Regions from separate parts of the Drosophila melanogaster genome. Here region 2 is linked to region 1. The links are chromatin contacts, called in public Hi-C maps. All regions are on one chromosome and are shown on one strand. The core of a region is the stretch at or near the end of the contact, and the rest is flanking DNA. Distances in the headings are between cores, read along the strand shown.

Evidence for each region. A called contact is a pair of places that touch in the nucleus more often than the background predicts.
Region 2: a Hi-C map of the Kc167 cell line shows a contact between it and region 1, with 3 times the contacts expected there. A contact is called at or near these places in 40 of 107 Hi-C or Micro-C datasets (the Clone 8 cell line, the D17-c3 cell line, the Kc167 cell line and 15 more) and 5 of 7 datasets of targeted methods (the Kc167 cell line and the S2 cell line).

The regions. Positions count from the first base shown.
Region 1 is chr3L:3,404,330-3,408,978 of dm6, reverse strand. It overlaps sty (sprouty), which reads left to right. Exons shown (of 2, transcript NM_168031.2): 2 at 4,058-4,649. The coding sequence starts at 4,254. Among named protein-coding and RNA genes, the nearest start is that of mir-2282, 5.6 kb to the left of the region's middle.
Region 2 is chr3L:3,446,143-3,450,791 of dm6, reverse strand. eIF5B (eukaryotic translation initiation factor 5B) reads left to right here. Exons shown (of 10, transcript NM_001259673.2): 6 at 3,068-3,144. Among named protein-coding and RNA genes, the nearest start is that of eIF5B, 13 kb to the left of the region's middle.

The sequences.
Region 1 (4,649 bases), core at 1,574-4,073:
GCTGCGGCTGCAACATATGGTCGGTTGGGCATTTAAATAGTTTAATGATCTGTGCTCTCTGACTGGCTGCTGCTTGGTGTTGTTGTCGTGGCAGCAGCAACATCAAGCGATTCCCGTTTCAGTTTCAGTTTTCTCATTCGCGTTTTGTGCCCTCCGAGTTGCCTGCAGTCATTAGCGTTTCCTGTGTAGGTTTTTCATCTGTCGCTCTTCGCATTTCAGTTATCTACTCATGTGTGTCTGCCCTCGGAGCGTGTGTATCCGCACATATTTTTAGCAGAACTCGAAAAAAACATACGTATTTGTAAAAGTGGAGTTTAAAAGGGACATGCCAAGCTGAAGCACCTGATATACATATGTATATAAAATAAACCCCTAAATATTAACTCGATTTTTGATTTCGTTTTGCCCTGGCCAGAACTTGACACAAAATCGTAATGGGAGCAAAAAATGAAATAAATCAGCTGAAACATTGTCTTAAACCTAATTAAAGTATAAGCACGATTTCCAGACATGATAAAATGAATTGCAACTCGTACTTTTCGTGTCGTCATTGCTGACAGTTTCAAAAACGCTAGTTTCCAATAAACACTAGATCAGCACTAAAGTAAATTAACACAAAGTAGGCTTAGTGAAAGAGTTCATAGCCGCGTGCGAACAATTAATAAAAAATGGATTATTGTACTTAATTTACCTTCTACTTAAAAAACCATTTTCCTTGTTTACTTTTGTCTTGAGCAGGCCTCTTAAAAATAAGAAACAGCCATTTAGCGCCTGAAAAACGATTTTGTTTGTGATTTTATCTGGACTTTTTGTCAGTAATTTAATTGGGTCATGCTGGCATTGTTCGCTGGGCAATAACTTTTATTAATTCATTTGACAATTGGAACGGTAAACGTGGCCGTTGATAAGCCAAAGATCGGGCTTCTCGGTCGTCACATACATTATACATACATTACTATATTATTCACCGGCTTATTAACCAGAATGGCGGGGCAGAGTAAAAAATCAAACCTGTTTGCATTTGATTTTCGACAGGGTTTATTTTTATATAAAAAACGTTTCGCATTGTTATTATTGTTGGGATGTCTGCCTTAAATAATTTTATTTAAATCGCAACTGGCAGTGACACTTGTTTGCGCAAACAGCCAAACAAACGGACAAACAAACGCAAACCAACAAAGGCGAATCTCTTCGAATCGTTTGAATGAATTAGCCGGGCGACAAAGACCTTCAGTCCCCCTCCCCCCACCCCTTCGTATTTTCACTTATTAATGAAAACGCTTCAAATGCCACATTTCATTTCACATTTCGTGCGCCATTGAATCACACTCGCTGCCAGCGAAATAATTTATTTTTTATTCAGGCACTGTGCGGCGATCCAAGGTCAAAGTTTGCCCAACGTAAAAATACAAAATACGAAATAAGAAATAAAAAAAAAAGAAACAGCGAGCAAAAAGAATTTTAGCGCAATTAAAAATAAGCGAGTGAACGAAAAAAGAGCAACAAAATTGTTTTGAAATAACGTACAATGTTTTTGTATTCTATCTGCTGTGCCTAATTAATTTAAGAATGAAATCGAAATCTTGGCATTACTTTGGGCTGTGCGTCAAGCGGCAAAAAAAAAAAAGAAAATAAATAAACTTTGAATTATGTTTATTTATTTTTTATTGGGCAATTTGAATATGTTCTTTACGGTCCGCATTTACACCTTTTAATTGGAATTTTACTGGCTCAACTTGTACCGAATTAATGGATAATTATGAACTCAACTTCGATTTGGAACGCCATCCATTGAACGATGACCATCATCTCCATAACATCAAAGCTCTGCCCCTTAGAGTTCGTTTTTAAAAAGGCAGATAAATAGTTTACTACCTAGAATTTCGTATATCAAAGAACGGAAAATATCGAGATGATGCTTACAGATTTTCCACCAACCCCCAAACGCCTCGGAAAAGTCGATTGCCAAATATATAAAGAGGAGGGACCTGTGCCGCGATTTTCTTATTGGCAATCAGCGGCGATCCACTGCTACTGCCACTGCCCGAGAAAAACCCCACATCTACACTCCCCTCGTCCCACGACGTGTGTTTTCGTTGATTTTCTATTTTGTTTTTCCCAATTGTGATCATTCTCGAAAATTGTTTTTGAGTACCGGACATGACGTCAATAAGTGGGCGTTTGTGTTAATTTTCGTACCCACCGAAAAACACACACTTAACCCACTCGCATATCTACATATAGCTCTGCATACATATATGTATGTATGTAGATTCTTTGTATTTATTTCTTTTGGGCCGTAGAAATTTTCGTTGGCGCTAAAAACAATTTTTATGCGGCACAATAATAATAATAATAATTCTTTGGGCTTTTTATCGCAAGAATATCTTGCTGCATACACAGCAGTGGTTAAATGAATAGTGGCAATTAAAAAGATTGAAATATTATTTAGAAAAGAAAGCAAATACAATGTTTTATTCGCATTTACTTTAAATGTTATTTATTTCGATTTAGTCCTAGTATTTTGCCCTCAGCTGTCTGGGTGGCTGGCTCTTTTATTAATTTTTATGGACGAGAGACGCCATTTATTAATTTCCTGTATTTCCTTATTTGCCAGGGGGCACCTCGTTATTAATCGCCTTTAATTATGTGTAAACAAATATTTATCTAAACGCGACGTCTGGCGGGTCTTTCGAAGTCCGCAGCCTATCACATTACTCATACGCCGCGTTGACCAGATTAACTGCTGCATCGCTATAAATCGGAAAGAACATGCCATAAAACTGCAGTTGTTTCGCCATAAAAATGCTTTATTTCGCTTAAGCCGAATTCGCGATAGCGATCGTGCCATAATTAACATGATCATCATCAACGCCAAAAAAATGTACTCAGTCAAAGTTCAATTAGCATCACTTGCTTTATTCATTCGCTTCGTTCTTCGCTCTCGATCGGTTCTATATATATATATATACATATTGTAGAGATTCAAATGATTCGAGATTCTCACTCCGAATGCGAATCGCTAATTTCTTTCTGATATGCCAAATCGAACAATTATGAAAGTTATTCCATTTATTTTTATGGCCCTACGTAATACGGAGCGGAAATACATACTCATACGTGAAAAGCGAGAGGAGAACGCTGAATGGAATTTCGAAAATACATTTTTGTTTCAATATAACCGCCGAATCAGATTGGCGGGGTGAAAGCAATTAAGGCAGATAATAGGGGTTAGCAAAGTCGAGGGCGCAAACGCATGTAGATCCCAAAAAAAAAAAAAACAAAAAAACAGAAACAAAAAACATATAGTACTACGAAACACGCTCTTTCGACTCCAGCATAAGTGAGCAATTTGATCTTAAACATTTGGCGCTTGGGCCGGGCCCAGTTTCCCTAGAAACTACGAAACACAATCTCCGAAACATCATGTCCCGCCGATTCCGTTGAACCCGCAAGCATTATGAACCGAAATAATAATTATAATAATAATAATCATAAAGCCAGTGTGTGCTGTTGCCCTCTATGTTGCCTCTAAAAGTTACATAAAAGTCATGCCGATAAAAAGGAGTATACAAAAAAAATACGGTCTTTATCTGGTATATAACGTATACGTATAATAAATATGACGTGCGACCTTCTCTCACTTTGGTTTGCTAGCTGCGGAATTAATTACAAACATTAAAAACGTCGACGAAGAAAAGTTCACTTCTAGCCATCCACTTTTAATCCAAACAAAAGCATCTGGCACTTTGGACCCGACCAAGAGGCACGCCCTCGTGCCGCTCGGACCACATCTACTATTTCTGGTCACTATTTATTTTGAGTTTATCCATAAGCATGGCGAACCCATCTACGTGCCATTTCGGTGGCTGTGAAAAGTGCAGTAACCAATTCGTGGCGTTCTTGCACTTCCATTTGGGGGGTCGATAAATAAACGTGGATTACTTTTAGGCGTTTTTTATCGCTGTTGGATTTGCCTAGAAATATAAATACAGCAATACAGCGTGCCAAAAGAAATAAATAGCTAATTTTCAATTTCATTTCCCTTTACTTGCAGAAAGCAATCGCAGCTGTCTGAATCTGCAAAAGGATGAAGGCAAATCAAGCTGAGTCCGGGCGCAGTAACTACGATCGACGGCATTGAGGATCTCGGATCTCGAGGTGGAGGAGCGATCTCGATCTCGAGGTGGAGCGAGGAGCGGAGGAGGAGTGGAGGAGTGCAGCTGGGGGAGGAGTCCTGGTTACAACACTACATGGATCGCAGAAATGGCGGCGATCCCTTGGCGCCACCCCGGCCCCCGAAGTTATTACCGCGCGTGCATCGACCAAGGGCGCCGGAGCCGACGTTAAGTGGTGTCGACCATAACGCAGGAGCAACTGCATCCGCACTAGCATCAGGAGCATCATCTGCAGCACCCGTAGCAATCCATAACAACAATTCACAGCAGCAACTTAGTATTAGCGCCGCCGCGAGCAACAACAATACGATATCGATAATACCCGCATCGCCGGACTTCGACGACTACCAGATCCACCACCTGACCTTCCTGCCCCAGCGACCCAGCAGTCTGAGCCGGAACAGCAGTACGGCATCATCGACTACGGCGACGGGCATTAGTGTCTCCGGTTCGGGATCTGTTTCGGGTTCG
Region 2 (4,649 bases), core at 1,127-3,626, 42 kb before region 1:
CGCAGTTGCCAAAAACAACAAAAGCCATGTGCCCCATCAAGAAAACAACAAGAGCTAAAACGCAAGAAGATAGTCGAAGTTTTCATACCCTTGATGTTGAAACTGGAGGGAAGTAGAATTTTTTTTTCGAATATTGATTGCACTGCTACATTCATTTAGTTATTGAAATTAAGTTATATAAAAGTATTTGGTCCGAGTAAGAAATATAAGTCTGGGATATACATTTACAATAATACAACATTGCTAAGATTGTAGAATTCTTCTCTTCACTCTTCTGCTGATAAAACCCTTAAAATCCAAGGGTATCAAAAAGAAGGAAGGAAGAAGTGAATAATAAAAAAAAACAATGAATGAGTGAACCCAAGTGAATGAGTAAATGAATGAATGTATAAATGAAAAGACGAAAACAGAAACAACAACGGAAGCAATTCTTCCTGCCCCACACACACACACACAAGCATACCCTCACACACAGATACAATATCACTCGGCCACAGTTACACCGAATATCTCACAGATACTTTCCAGAGCTTATTGCTTAATTTTCATTCATAAACACGTAGCGGCCGTCTTTTTGGAAGGAAAGGAAGTTGAAAATAATAGATATGTGTTTGCACTGAAAGAGCCCCAAAGCAAAACGGAAGTTCTCGAGCAACGTGCGGCATTTTCTTAAATTCGACGCAATTTTCCAATTCCCTAACGAAGGTTTCCCTCGACATTAATCAGCTGTTTAGGCTGTCCGTCAGTCAGTTTAGTCGACATATGCCATTAATTTAGTTGTTTTTTCATTAAAATTGGCATTATTGGCAGCGCTTAAAAAAGGCACTGAACAATCGAATTATGCACTGTCGAAAAAGGGGGTATTTATGAGGTCTTAATACGCCACTAATTTGGGAAAGGCCTTCTAAGAATCTGAAAATATATTACTTTTATCACTTTTATGAACGCTTTTCTTCTTTATATTAACGATGCTGGTACTTTTCGCTCAGTGTGCTCACCTGCCTTGGCTTCTCGCCCGTGTCATCGATAACATTGAGTGGCGTTGCCACTTGACGTCAGCAGCCAAGGGGCGGTGGGCGTGGCCTTCTACCTTTGTCTTCCACGTTAGCCAGGCTCCCCTGCTAATTAGCCGGCAGTCGGTGTGCGTTTTCATTCGCCACTTACGCACTTCCCGCCCACAAATTCCGAGTAAGATTTCTTCCGATTTCTGGCTCTGCTCGCTCTTTTGGCCTTTTTGCCGATGCCAATTGTGGAAATGGGATTGGGAAATTGTGGATTTGGCTGCGTCAGTCAGTCGCACGTTCTGATTGTTTCTGCGAAATGATATTCAGCCGAAAGTCGACTGCCGGCTGCCACGTGGTAGAAACCCTTAGCCCACACGCCCATGTTCTAGTCCCATAGTAACGCACTGAAAAGTGAACTGCAACTAAATTTACACTTGTTATATTTTGTTAAACATCATATCAAACACTCTAATATGGTTACATTCATACGTGTTTCTTACCAAAATTGAATTTTATTCTACTGCTTCACTGCTTTTTTCATACACTCAGTATAAGTTTCATTGTTTTCTAAGATTTAGAAAACGGTTTTTTGAGTGCACAAATGGGGGCATTCGGCTATCACTTCCGTTTGCACCCGTTTTCCGCTTTACATGCAATCGAATCGACGACTGCTCTCTTTTCTCACCAGCTCAATTACTATGAGTTTTCTTGGTCGCTTTTGCTGCCACAATTGCATACAACAATAAACTTCCGATTTCATTCATTGTTTTGCTGATTGCAAAACTCTTTTGCTCTCTCGCTTTTTCCTCACTTTTTTCCGCATTTTCCCCATTTGCTTTCCGTTAGTTACACACAATTTCTTTTATAACAGCGTCAGCAGCTGAGGCGTTTCGCAGTAATGAATGAAATGCTCATGAATGGGTTAAGCTGTAATTGAATTCAATTTACAATCGAAACACTCGAGCAGAAAGCCAGCACTTCTACATGACGTCAGTGGATCGAGTTTGTGTTGAAAATTTTCAATACAAGCCAAGATATTTCAACTTCAACTGAATTAGCAAACAGTTATCACATTATCAGAAAGCTTTTTAGGACTCTTAGTTTAAGTCATGTATTAACGCCTAATTTATGCCTGCGATAAGCTGGCATTTAAATTAATCCGATTAATCTAGCCGATAAGCCGACATTTCAATTTATCAGACAGCTGTAAAAGAGAGAGTAAAACGGGTTGTACTGCCAGTTGTTAATGGCTTCAATCGCGAGCCTCTCATTATTTCGGTCTTATCAGCGGCGCGTGCATATCCGGTGGCGCAATTAAGGCGCTATCGACAGCGAATTCCATTGCCCCACTCACTTGCAGAGCAACCCACCCATTTCACTAAATCCACTCATTCCACCCAGGCCATTCAAACCATTCAAACCACCCAACCAACCCGCCAACCAGCCATCCATTCATTCATGTCAGACGCTCGCGCTGCTGCTGCTGTTATTTTTATCAATGATCATTTGTAATCATCTGCTGGCGACGAACAAAAAAAAAAATAAATAAAAATTGAACATCTTCGATGTGAATGAACCCATCGCCAGAGTTTTCCCCATCTCTTTCCAATGTCTTCTGGCCACTTGGACTTCTGAGAAATGTTTCACTTTGGCGGACGGACGGACGGACTGCTTGTTTAGTTTAGATTTTGTGCCTTTTTTCGATTTTTCTATTTCGTTTATTTTTCCTATGCCAATGCGACTAAAAATAGACAAAGTTTTCTTTGGGTCAAATGCTTTTGGGACAGAAAAAGAGAGGGGAGGAAGCACATAAAAATTGAACTTTTTCGACACACATGGTGGGCAAACTATGATGATAAATAATGTTCTTTAATATAACAATTAAAAACAATTATTTTTATATTTATATTATATAGATATGTATATATGTTTTACTTTGAAAAAAAAAAAAACAATATTTATCGCAAAAACGAATAAACATAAACATTCATAAGCTTTATCATAAAAATTTCTGTATTTACCCCATTTATGGCGATTTGCAACCCTTTTATTTATTTTTCTAGTACTCTGCTATACGAATTGGACCCGTGGTGAAACGCGATGTGATGAAGGCCTCCACAATGTTGGAACACGAGGCGCAGTAAGTAAACCCAAACTTATCGTTACTATGTTCACTTTCCCCGCGTTTTGTTTGCTGCGAATGGATGTGTCATACGAAATTGCACAATATCAGACTTCTTAAGAATTTGCTGAATGCGACATTTTGTGTAGCCGAGTGTAGTGAAACTTCCACTATCAAATTCACTTTCGCGGGGGTTTATTGAACTCCCCCATTGAGAATTTTTGCAAGCAGAAATAACGTCGTCAGTTGGGTAATTGATCCAGTCAAAGTTTTCTATGAATGAGTAAAATTCTCTGAAACAATGGCAATGACTTGGGTAATTTTATGAACATTACACTTCCTGTTTTAGCGAATTCGCAGAACAGAACAATCATAGTTGGGAATTTTTTTTTTTAATGTGATATATATTTGAAACATTTTTCCTTAATTCATAAGCTTTTGAACTTGGTTTTGCTGTTACCACCTAACTTAAGTACTTCCTTTCGAGAACGTGTCCAACTCACGTATAACACCTTCCCCTGACCATTTCATTTCATTATATGTAGTATCTGACCACTTTTCGACTACATTGTAGGCCATTGTCGGTTTATATCCGAACACTTAAGACGGCAAGAGGTCTGCGAGACAGCGAGAATAAACGACTTTTTGATATATGACAACGAACAATGCAATTTTATTGCCGCTTAACTTCATTAACACAATTCTCCGCACCGCCCTTTCCACTTCCACCCGCCACTTGATAAACAACAACGCAATATGGTCGGATCTTTGAAGATTGTGTCTGATATTAGCCGACGAAGGAGCCGATGGTCGGGTTAAGTGATTCATTTAGCGGCAATCACAAAATGCACTTTACCGGGGGGATAAAACTAAGCGGGATGACCATGATTTATTATAGAGAGCGAAGCCTTTGGGCCGGCAGCTTTGTCTCATTAGCGGCGTTAAGTGCTGCCAAATAGCCCAGTCTATATCTGTATCTGTATCTATATCTTTCTCTTGTTCATTCCTGTCTCCTTTGCTTCACTATGCCGGTTTCCAATTGCAAACAATTTTCGTGCTCTGCTTGGCAACAATAAAATCTGCGAATGCGAGACTCAGATACATTTACGGCCCACTCAAATTACGCTGTCACATGTGCAGAAAAACGAAAAAAAAAAAAAAATGTAAAACTAGAATGGAGCAAATAGAAATGTAGCTACGATTGTGCCTTGTATCTTGTATCTACGCCCAAGACGGCGCACTTCCGTTTCCGGCCCTTCTGCGCATGCGTGCGTTCACTTTGAGTTATGATTTTTTTGTGCGAATCTTGATTGTTTCATTTTTTTTTTGTTCTTATATATATAGTTATAAATTTCAATACTGTGATAGGTATATTTGAATTTGATCTTTCTTTTCCCTTGAACTCCAAAAGTCACAAAAGATAACCCATATATCACAATTTAAAAGGGTTTCTCTCCTTTCCTTTTATTAATCTTCTTGATATTAACTTGATCCCTCTTGCTGCCCAAATTGATCATAATTCA